Linked DNA regions of Oryctolagus cuniculus: region 2 is linked to region 1. Evidence: chromatin contacts called from public Hi-C data. All regions are on one chromosome and are shown on one strand. The core of a region is the stretch at or near the end of the contact, and the rest is flanking DNA. Distances in the headings are between cores, read along the strand shown. Region 1 holds the start of COL4A2 (collagen type IV alpha 2 chain). Region 2 overlaps COL4A1 (collagen type IV alpha 1 chain).

What was found. Hi-C and Micro-C count contacts between places; a contact is called where the count stands out from the background.
Region 2: a Hi-C map of an unstated tissue shows a contact between it and region 1, with 2.6 times the contacts expected there. The contact joins the enhancer-like site here to the promoter of COL4A2 in region 1. A contact is called at or near these places in 3 of 6 Hi-C or Micro-C datasets (ear pinna, psoas muscle and an unstated tissue).

What each region holds. Positions count from the first base shown.
Region 1 is chr9:2,630,909-2,635,900 of mOryCun1.1, forward strand. COL4A2 (collagen type IV alpha 2 chain) reads right to left here and starts at 3,716. Exons shown (of 48, transcript XM_051849971.2): 1 at 3,432-3,716; 2 at 3,029-3,109; 3 at 2,849-2,903. The coding sequence starts at 3,072. It overlaps COL4A1 (collagen type IV alpha 1 chain), which reads left to right and starts at 3,738. Exons shown (of 52, transcript XM_051849972.2): 1 at 3,738-3,983. The coding sequence starts at 3,900.
Region 2 is chr9:2,687,869-2,692,779 of mOryCun1.1, forward strand. All of the region lies in intron 2 of COL4A1 (collagen type IV alpha 1 chain), which reads left to right. Among named protein-coding and RNA genes, the nearest start is that of COL4A1, 56 kb to the left of the region's middle. Within about 2 kb of position 1,308, at least 2 of the 8 cell types and tissues checked have an H3K27ac peak or open chromatin away from gene starts, as enhancers often do.

The DNA of each region.
Region 1 (4,992 bases), core at 2,466-4,965:
AGCAGCAGCCCTCAGACAGCAGCAGATAAAAGCAAGCTGACCTCAGAGCTCGCTCTGCAATCCCTAACCAAAGATAAGCACTCTTTATCCCAGACGGAACCAAGGAGACAGCCCGAGCTCCCTGCTAGGTGCAGCTCACTGCTCCCCCCACTTGAGGCTGCAGGCAGGACCTGCCTCCTCTCCCTGACTCAAGCCGACTCCCATCTTTAGGTCCTGCACAGCGGGGCAGCTCTGTGCATCGGGGCCTCGCCCTGGCTGTCTCTTCTTGAAGGGGCAGGGCTGACTTTCCAGGACAGAAGGCCACTCACTGGACAGGTGCAGACCAGCGCCGAGGCCGTCATCTGCAGCCTGGGGTTCCAGGTGTCAGGCGGCATGGCCACCTGTAGGCACCCGCGTGGCTGCCGCCCGTCTCCCCAGCTTGCTGCACCGCTGGTGCCATGCAGGCCTTTGTCCTCTGGAATGTCCTTCCCAGACACACAGGACTGGGCCGAGATCTTCAAGGCCGCCGCCCAGCTCATGAGATAAGTTATGAAGCCCACAGTGACGCAGCGCATGCTTCTGGTCTCCGCTGAGGGCAGGAGCGCCCCGCAGAGGGAACCTTCACTGCACCCGAGATGGCGGGGACCTCCTGGGGCCCAGCACCCCCCCCCCGACACACAGCATTTCACACGCACCTCCCCACGTCCCCAGAGTGCACACGGTGGCTGAGGCCCTCCTAGTCTAAGACACAGAGGCTCCCTGCGGCTGGGCTCAGCTGGAACGGGCCCCAAGCAGGCGTCCCTGAGTTTGGGATGCGATCCTGTCCTGCCAGGCTGGGATCTGGCACTGCAGCCAGAGCACACCGGGCTGCCCACAGAGGATGTCTGCTCCCCTTCCCCCACCCCATGCTGTAACTTCCTCCCTGCTCTGTGCTCCCAATCCTGTACCAGAGCAGACGGGAGACTCACTTCCCAGGAACCCCTCAGTCTAAGGTCAATCCAAGGAGACAGGCCCCACCCCCCAAAAGACTCCAAAGACTGAAACTCGGGGGCTCCCTCACTGCTGGCCAGTGGCCAGTGCCTCCCCCCCGCCCTTGTCCATTATAGAGACAGCCAGACACTGGCACGTTCGATGCTTTGTACCTTTTTCGTCACCTGCAAATTGGGGAAACAGTTCCTGAGCTCAGGTGTCTCCAGGGAGGCTTTGCGGTGTTAATGGGCACAGCTTGGCACAGGGGGAGGGCTCATTAAACAATTACTTGCGGCCAGCCCAAGGCTCTCCAGGATCCAAGAGGAAATGCCCCACGCTGGACGGAGCCCGGAGACAGCGGGCCGGGAGGGGGCTTTGATCACGGCTGCCAAGTGTGGAGGGGCTGGACTCGGCACCGTTAAGAGCGACTTTCAATGAATCGAGTTAAAGCTCAAGGAATTGGCTCATGAGTCACAGCTGGTGCCACGGGGGCTGAGCGGCAGCAATCAGTCCAGGGCTGAACCCACCCAGCGCATTCACAGCTTGAGCCAGGACAACTTGCTTTGGCTTTTGTAGCTGTAGGTTCTAAAGGCCAGGAACTGTAATCGGCACCGGGGCCTCAGGTGCCGGCCTCGCCCTCACCCCTGCTCCATCCATGGCTCCCCTACCTTGGCAGGCAGCAGGCGGGAATGCAGACTGCTGGGCTCCACCCCGAAGGACCCAGACACCCAGTGCTTCCTGAGCCAGCCCCCAGGATGCAAGCCGTGTAGTCCGAACAGCTCTGCCAGGTTGTAAATGCTCCTGGCCACCCCCCCCCCCGCCAGGATTAGCTAGCCATGTGCAGCGGGACAAGTGGGGGAGCAGCAGGGAGGCCCTGCAGGCACAGAGAGACAAATCTGGGGTGAGTCCCTAGCTGATCTGCAGCCCTCATGCTCGTCCCAGTTAACAACTCCCGGGAGTCCCCATCCTCTGGAATGAGGATGCGCCTGTTACCACCGGCGCCCCAGGGGACCACGGGAGACACAGACCCAGCAGGGCTGCTGTGCACACATCCCACACTTCGGCTGGGTGCTTCCTGAGGCCTGCCTCCTCCCAGAGTGGGTGTGGGTCGCCCAGGGCTCAGAAGCCTGGGCACGAGGAGCCCCGAGGCCATCACAGAGCAGCTTCAGGGACACTCCAGGTTCCAGGAGCCGCGGGCCTGGACGGCTGTGGCCACAGTCTCCGGGGCAGCAGCTCCTTCCTCGCTCGCTCCCCTGAACATCCCCCTTGGCTTACAGCAGGGCAGAGTTGCGGCGCACACAATGGCTGAGGCCTTGAGCCCTCCACACACTGTGGGGTGAGGTCAGGAGTGCCCAGGCCACAGGACCCGGGACAGTTGGGGGGTGGGCATTTTCAGCCCCCGGAGAGACCACCACACCTGCCCTGTGTGACCCAGGGCTCCAATGAGCTCCTACAAGGTGGCTCCTGCTCCTGACGCAAAATGCAGTGGGACCACCATGCCCAGAGACAGCACCAGCATCAGGGCCGCCGCTGCCCTGCACAGGGTCTCAGGGGCCAGGCCACTGGCGGCTCCCACCTGTGGCTCATCCAGGGCCCACAAGACTTGGGAGAAAGCTCAGGGCTTTCATTGCACCATGGTTAACACTAGGAAGCTGCCTCATTACCCCACAGCCTCCCACTCCACGAAACCAAAATCACACTGCCCGCATTAGCTGGATGCAACAGAGCCCCGCAAACCTTCCAGGGAGACTTCCCGGCTCTTAAGGCATGAGCTGTGCGCCCTGGGCTACGTTTCTAATTATCGCTCTGGGCAAGGGCTGACGCACCCGCACACGCCCGCATGGACACGTGCGGGCCGCCCAGCCCCCGTGGGGCGCAGGGAGCCGCCGCCAGGACTTACCGCCAAGACGCTCTGGGCCAGGAACCCCGCGGTCACGGCCCCCAGCAGCAGCCACCTGGGTGGGAGGAGGGGGGAAAGAGCGACCTGAGCCTGCGGGCCCGGGCTTGTCAGTTCCTGAAAGTAGGCGGGCAGGGGCCCCTGCGAACGGGACCCGTGGGGACCGGGCGCGCAGCCACTTACCGCCGCATGGCTGAGCCCGACGCCGCGCGCCGCTCCCGGCCCATGCTCCCCGTCGGTCCGCTCGTGTGGGTAGCTCCCTGCCTGGAGGCGAGAGACAAAGCGGGTTTAGCAAGGGGAGGGCGGCGAAGCATCCTCGCCGCGGGTTTCCGTAAGGGAGACGCCGGCACAGCGCGGCGCGCCCCTGGCTGCCCCGGAGGGGTGCCCAGAGGCCAGTTCCGGACCAGGCAGAAAGGGGCGCCTCCGCATTAGGCCCGGCCGGCGCCGCTCGGTCCAGGCAGCGCGATCCTCCCCGGGCGGTCGTCCCATCTCTCCACTCCGAACCGGAGGAGCACGCGGCCCCGGGCGCCCCAAGTCCCCCCTCCCTGCGGCCTGGGTCTGGGCGCCGCGCGGGGGTCGCTCTCACCTCCCGGCCGGGCTTCAGGGGCTGCAGCCTGCGCGCGCTGACCGGTCCAGAAGCGCCCGCCCGCGGCGCAGTAGCGGCGGAGCCGGCCTCGCTCGGCCCCGGGCCCCTTGGGCCCCGAGGGGCGGGCGCGGGACTGCGGGGGTCTCGGCGCGGGAGCCCTGAGCGCGGAGCTCAGAGTCTCAGCGTCCCGGCGCACGGCGGCCGCAGTCCCGGGGCTGCGCGCTCCCGCCGCCTCTTACCCGCGCCGCAGGGTCCACCCCTTTGAGACGCCGCCCGCGCACCGTCGCCAAGGGGAGGGGGCAGCGCCAACAAATTGGGGAGCTCCGCCGGCCGCACTCAGGTCTCCGCTCGGAGCCGCCGCGCCCGGGACGGTGCGCAGCGCTCGCGCCCCAGCCCTCGGAGAGCGAGCCTTCCGCCGCGGCCCCCGCGCACCCGGCCGCCGTCCCCCGCCGCCCCGGGCGCGCCACCATGGGGCCCCGGCTCGGCCTCTGGCTGCTGCTGCTGCCCGCCGCCCTCCTGCTGCACGAGGAGCGCAGCCGGGCCGCCGCGAAGGTGAGTCCCTCGCCAGCTCCGCGCCCCGGGGTCCCGCCCCGCGCCCCGCGCCCCGCAGGGCCCCTTTGTCCGCGCCCGGAGCCCTCGGGGGTCCCGCGTGGCGCGGCCGCCTGCGCTCGGGGCCGGATCGCGCATCCATGACGGAGGCCCCTTTGTTAGGGTCTGGGTATGGGAGAGTGAGGGAACAGCTGCGGGCCGGGGGACCGGGACGAGGTTAGCGCGCGCGGTGGCGGGGAGCGGGTGGCCGGGAGCCCATGGGATTGGAACCCGCATCGCGGGCGCTCGGGCAGCCGGGCGCCGCCACCTGCCCAGGGCGCGCGAGGGGGCTTGGGGCCGGAGGAGCGGGCGCGCGCGCGCCGCACGCCGCTCGGAGCCCCCCACACGTGTGCCGGGGAGCGGCTTTGGGCGTGTTTCTCGTTGTTTGGAGACTGGTGGCTGGGGCTGAAGGGCTCTGGGCCGCTTGGCTGGAAGCGGCTGTGTCTTCGCTTTCCCACGGCTTTGCACGCTCGGACGCGGGAGTGAGCTCTCCCGGACGGCCGGCTTTGAAAAGTTACCACCCTGCACTCTCTGCCTTTGATTAATTTATTTTTCTTAAAAAAAAAAAAAGTTGTAACCACAGCTGCACTGGAGGGTGAAGCCAAAGCGAAACTGCATCTCATTGTTCCCCGCACTGTTTTCCTAGCTTCCACTTCCTCTGGCTCTGCGCTCGCCCAGAAGGGAGCCTACGGATCTGCGCGCGGACCGGGCCGGGCCGGGCCGGGCCGGGCCAGGCCAAGCCGAGCCGAGCCGAGCCTGCCTGCACTGCTCCCGGCCGCCGGCTGTCAGGCGGCTCCGAGGCCCGAAGGTGTGGCCTGGAAGGGGTGCGCTTTGCCCACAGAGGCTGCGGCTGCGCGATCCTCCCTGCCCGCCGGACCGCTCGCCCTCTCTGATTCTCAATCTTGCCCGTCGGTGGCTGGGATCATTCTTACTTTTTAAGCTTGACTATTCTGGGCGCGCTGTCCGCCCTAAC
Region 2 (4,911 bases), core at 58-2,557, 55 kb after region 1:
GAGTTACAGAGAGGCAGAGAGCGAGAGAGAGAGAGAGAGAGGGAGAGAGAGGGCTTCCATCTGCTGGTTCACTCCCCGGATGGCCACAATGGCCAGAGCTGAGCTGATCAGAAGCCAGGAGCCAGGAGCTTCTTCTGGATCTCCCATGTGGGTGCAGGGGCCCAAGGACTTGGGCCATCTTCTGCTGCTTTCCCAGGCCATAGCAGAGAGCTGGATTGGAAGTGGAGCAGCTGGGTCTTGACCCAGTGCCCATATGGGATGCTGGCACTGCAGGCAGCTTTACTCTCTACGTACGTCACAGTGCCAGCACCAAGAAAGTATTTTTCATACCACAAAGACTTTTAACAAAATCTAATATGATTTATTCACGTGAGTACAATGAACCAATGCAGGAATTCCTCAAGCTATAAAATAGACCTGGGGGGCGGCAACCGTCGGGGAATGGGGCGCCGTCACTGGCGCTGCTCCCTCTGCAGCTCTTGGTGGGCCAGGGTCTGTGGGGACCCAGGCGTCGGCGTTTTGCACTCTGAGGGAGACCGGGGCCCATCCTGTCCTGCCCGACTCTCCTGCAGAAGAGAGAACAGGGCCCCTCCCTGGCCGTGAACTCTGACTTCGCTGCTGTGTTCACACCTGTAAACCTATGCGTGCCTTTTTGCCCCACTGAGCCTCATTTTCAGTCAAAAACTCTCATCTGAATAAAACAAGGTAGATTGATGGAGGTGCGGCCGCGATGTTCTTCTGCTTCGTATCTTGATGCTTGTCGGTCAGAGTGGAGCCTTCTCCTGTCCAAGTCGGTCAGATGCCCTCTGAGGAAGATCCGGGAGAAGGGGTCTTCACGTGGGCCAGTCACTCAGCCGAGGCCGGGGCTGTGTGGATCAGGGCCCGGGGTGACGGTGGCCCCTGCCTCCGGGGCGCGCTGCACGGGGACAAGGTGCATCCCTGGGCGGGGCTGCTGTCTCCTGAGCAGGCTTCATGCCAGCTCCTGCTCTGACCCATTTAAGCCTTGAGGTGGGCAAACCGCAGAGCCCCGATGGGACTGGGCTGGGAGGTGTGGGGTCCAGCCCTGGCCCTCGCTGGGCCTCCGGAAGGTTCCCTGGGAGCCCAGCACCTCCGCCACGGGCCTGGACTCCACCCTGCCTCGGCACCTGCGCTTTGGCCTGGCCCGGCTTGCAGTTTTCGTTTTGTTATAGCCTCAAGAATGCTGACAGAACACTGGCAGGCTTCAGGCCACACCATTCTGACTGTGCCACGCGGAGCCAGAGGCGGCAGCCGGCGCCCGGCAGCCCATGTGCTGACAGTAGAGCCGCTGGCTTTCCAATCTGAGCTGTGTCTGCTCTGGTGGCTCACACAGCCCCAAGAGGGCCAAAGACCCTTCCTCCCACCCAAGGAGGAAATGGGAAACTTCCCCTTATTGTCTCCGGAGTCCTGGTAAAGCAATCAACTTAAGGAAGCCAAAGGCCTGGGGCTTAACTGAGCTGGGGTTTCAGACCTGGTTCCGTTTCTGTCATCCAAAGTCAGCTAACAAAGGAAGCCATCCGGGCTGGCGCGGCGGGGACAGGAACTGGGCGCCTGCACTGCCCCTGCCCGCGGCCTGCTCTCAGGGCATCCGGGTCCTGGGAGCGCTAGGCGATTGTCAAGTGCAGGCCAACGTGAATGCAGAGTCTTTGAGCTGATGGTGATTCCTAGAGGAGTTACTTGTGATCGTCTCAAATGTCTATGAATGAAATGACATTTGAGTTGTTTTTCAAAGTAGCATCAACAGTAGGAGAGTTCGACTCAGCTAACCGGGTGGTGTTGCACCTTAGAAACCCGGAAGTCCTCGGTTCTGAGACAGGTTTCCCCGCTTGCATCGAGGGGTACCGTGAGATACTGCTTACCCCTCGCCGATACCCTCGCGGAAGCTGGCATGCCTCCCATATAAATCGCCAAGTCTCGTAGCTAAGTTTGTCTTCTATAGAGATGTGGTTACGGACAGAACGTCTCATAGTCTCCAGATATGCCAAATACTCTTCAACACAACAGATCGTCGCTGCTCTAATAATTTCATCGTTATCAAGCAGTCGATACAGTACCAGGTTGTTTATCCTGAGTTCAGCGCTAACTCCTCTTGCTCTCCCTGGATTTCGGAGTCTCTGCTGCACTGTTCATTTTCCAATTGGCCTGAATGGCCAGGCAGCCCCTGGGACGTTTTCTCCCAGGTAATTAACTCGGCATTTGCAGAGGATGGGTGGTGTTCCTCCAGAGACTACCGAGTGTGGGAATGCGGTCTGCTTAAACTGATTAGGGCTTGGAATGCTGACCCCAGAAGTAGCCGAGTGCAGCTCCTCTTTTCCTGGACAACTCGATTTTCTCAACCACTTGAACTTGTAGGAAAGGCCGTACATTCCCAGGCCTTGCGCTGTCTGCACGGAAATGAACCATTTGCGTTTTACTGAAAGACTACACAAGAAATCTTGGAAATAACCTAACCACGAGGGCCCACGTGTTCCTAAAGCTATCCCTATGTCCTGCGACCTTGTGCCCAGTCACCTAAGCTGGAGCGGTCCAAGGTGCCCATGGAATATAGTCCAGGAGAAGCAGTAGAGGAGACGGAAGACTTCCTGGAAGAAGCAGCCTCGAGGCTGCCCCAGGTCTGCTCACTCGCCCGACCTGTCAGGTAGAAGAGGCTGCATCCGTGGGCATTTTGCCCACTGGCTCTTGTGGACAGCCCCTCGATGGCCGTTACAGGAGGGTCTGCTGGTTTCCAGTGTGATGAACGGGCGGGATCTTGGGATTGCTAGTGAGTAGCGGCAACACCGGAGCCCCCTGATGGCCGGGTGCTCACAGAGATGGAGGACAACAGCATGGCCCTGCTATCCCCCCCCCGCCCCCGCAGCTGTCAGTGCACCCCAGCCCCTCCCCAGCCGGGGGTCTGTGCAGTGATAGCAGTCACCAGGGAGAGCTCCCCCCCTCCCACTCGCTTCCCTTTTATCTAAAATGTGTGCCTTATCTGATCTGAAAGGGTTGGGGCCGTGGCCAATCTGGAAGTCATTCAGTCTCTGGCCTTGGCAGTCTGGGGCAGATTGAATGTGGCATTGTGGGCTGAGGGCGTGCTGAGTGTGTGCAGGATCCTGCTCGCCCGCGTTACGACGTCGTGGTCCCAGCTGCGCAGCCAGCGCCTGTCTCCGTCAGGCCTCCTGCATCGTAGCATTGGGCCCCGCCCCCGCTTGCACGCATTAGGTTCCTGTCAGGATGGAGAAGTCCCGGCTTACGACGTCATGGCGAGAAAGAGGCCAGTGTGCATTCTTGTGTGTCTACTCTGGGGCCGGCGTGGTGCTGAATATTTTTAATGCCTATTATTAAATCCCCACTTGGCCATGGAAGAAACCAGCTAGCTCAGGGTTTTTAGCTGTGGCGTGATTCACAATTTGAGGGGCATGATTTTGGGGGTGAAGGGGTAGCCTGTGCACTCTAGGCTGTCACCTCCTACACACTGGATGCCAGTAGCACCCCAGTGACCCACACCCCGATTGTGATCAGTTAGCAAGTCACTGGCTGGGGGAGGGGACAGGCTTGCCCTGCACTGACAACCACAGAACTGGCCCCACTTCTTAGCGCTGTTGGCAGGCCAATGACAGCATTCAAGTCCCAGGCAGGGCACCCATCCCGCCCTACTCTGAGAGCATTGAGCCAGCTGAAGGCAATGTTCAGAATGGCCTGGCGTCTCGAGCCAGCTTCGGTCTCGGAGAGTGAGTCCGTGGACATCTGGTGGGCACATCCACCTGCCACGGGAAGCAAGCCCTCCAAAGCCCATCTCCAGGTGCCTGCACAGGAAAAGTGTTGCCTCTGGGGCCGTGGGCAGACCTCCCAGCTCCTGGAACCCAGGAGGCTCAGCCGGCTCCTGAGAAGTGGGACCCCCAAGCCACAGGCAGCCCCTTGCGTGTGGCATAGAGCAGGTCAGATGGGTTTGGAGTCCCTGTTCCCAGTTGAGATGGGTTGCAGGGGCCCCAGCCCAAGCTAGCAGATGGCCCCTCGCCTGTCTCACGAGCCTTAAGGATAAAATCCTCCAGGGGAGGGAGATTTAGAGTTAGGATGCCGGGCCTGAGCCAAGCGATGCAGAAACCCCTGCCTGGGGAGCTTTGGGGCCCTCTGCCCCCCCCCCCCCCCCCCGGGTCCCTGGCCTCTGCCCCACCCTATGGGGAGTCCGCCGCCATGGTTAACAGTGGGTGGTTCTCACTGCTGCCTGCGCACTCTGGAATCCACTGTGGCTGTAGCGCTTGGGCCTTCTGGACGTAAGTCAAGGACATCCAGAGGTCGTCAACCCGCCCCTCAGCGTTTCCCTGCCCCGGGAGAGGAGGTTTATCCGTCCGCGGGCTCTGCCTTTAGCGCTGTGGTGAGTGAGCAGCCTGGGTTTCCCAGTGTTGCTGTGCCGGGCGCTGTGTCCTCCCAGGATGTGTGAAAGACAGAAATGTCCCCTCTGCAAGGACCGCTCTAAATCGGATCTGCAGAGAAGGGAGGGGCCCAGTCTTCCGATCGGAGGGGATTCTGAGTGCTCCCTTCCACCGGGGCCTGCCGTGCGCTGTCGCGGGCAGACGCGCTGCGGTGTCTCCTGGCTCCGTGTTAGACGGCCATCCCCGGGCGCGGCTGTGCCACGGTGCCGTTATGCCAAAAAGGCGCCACTTGGAGTCGACGATTGCTCTGCAAGGTTTTGCTTTGTCCTAACACCAGGATCTTTCCTTTGCTGTCCTTACATCCTAGGTGAGTGTCTCTTTCGGGACACTCTTCTACTGATATTTTAGAGAATTCAGTAGTCTTTATTTCTAGATGCTGTTTATTTCATTGACCCTTTTAAAACTTTACACATGGCTAATAATTGAAATAATTCTAGCCATGGCTTCATTGTGAAATGAAAGTATAGGAATAAAGTGTTTT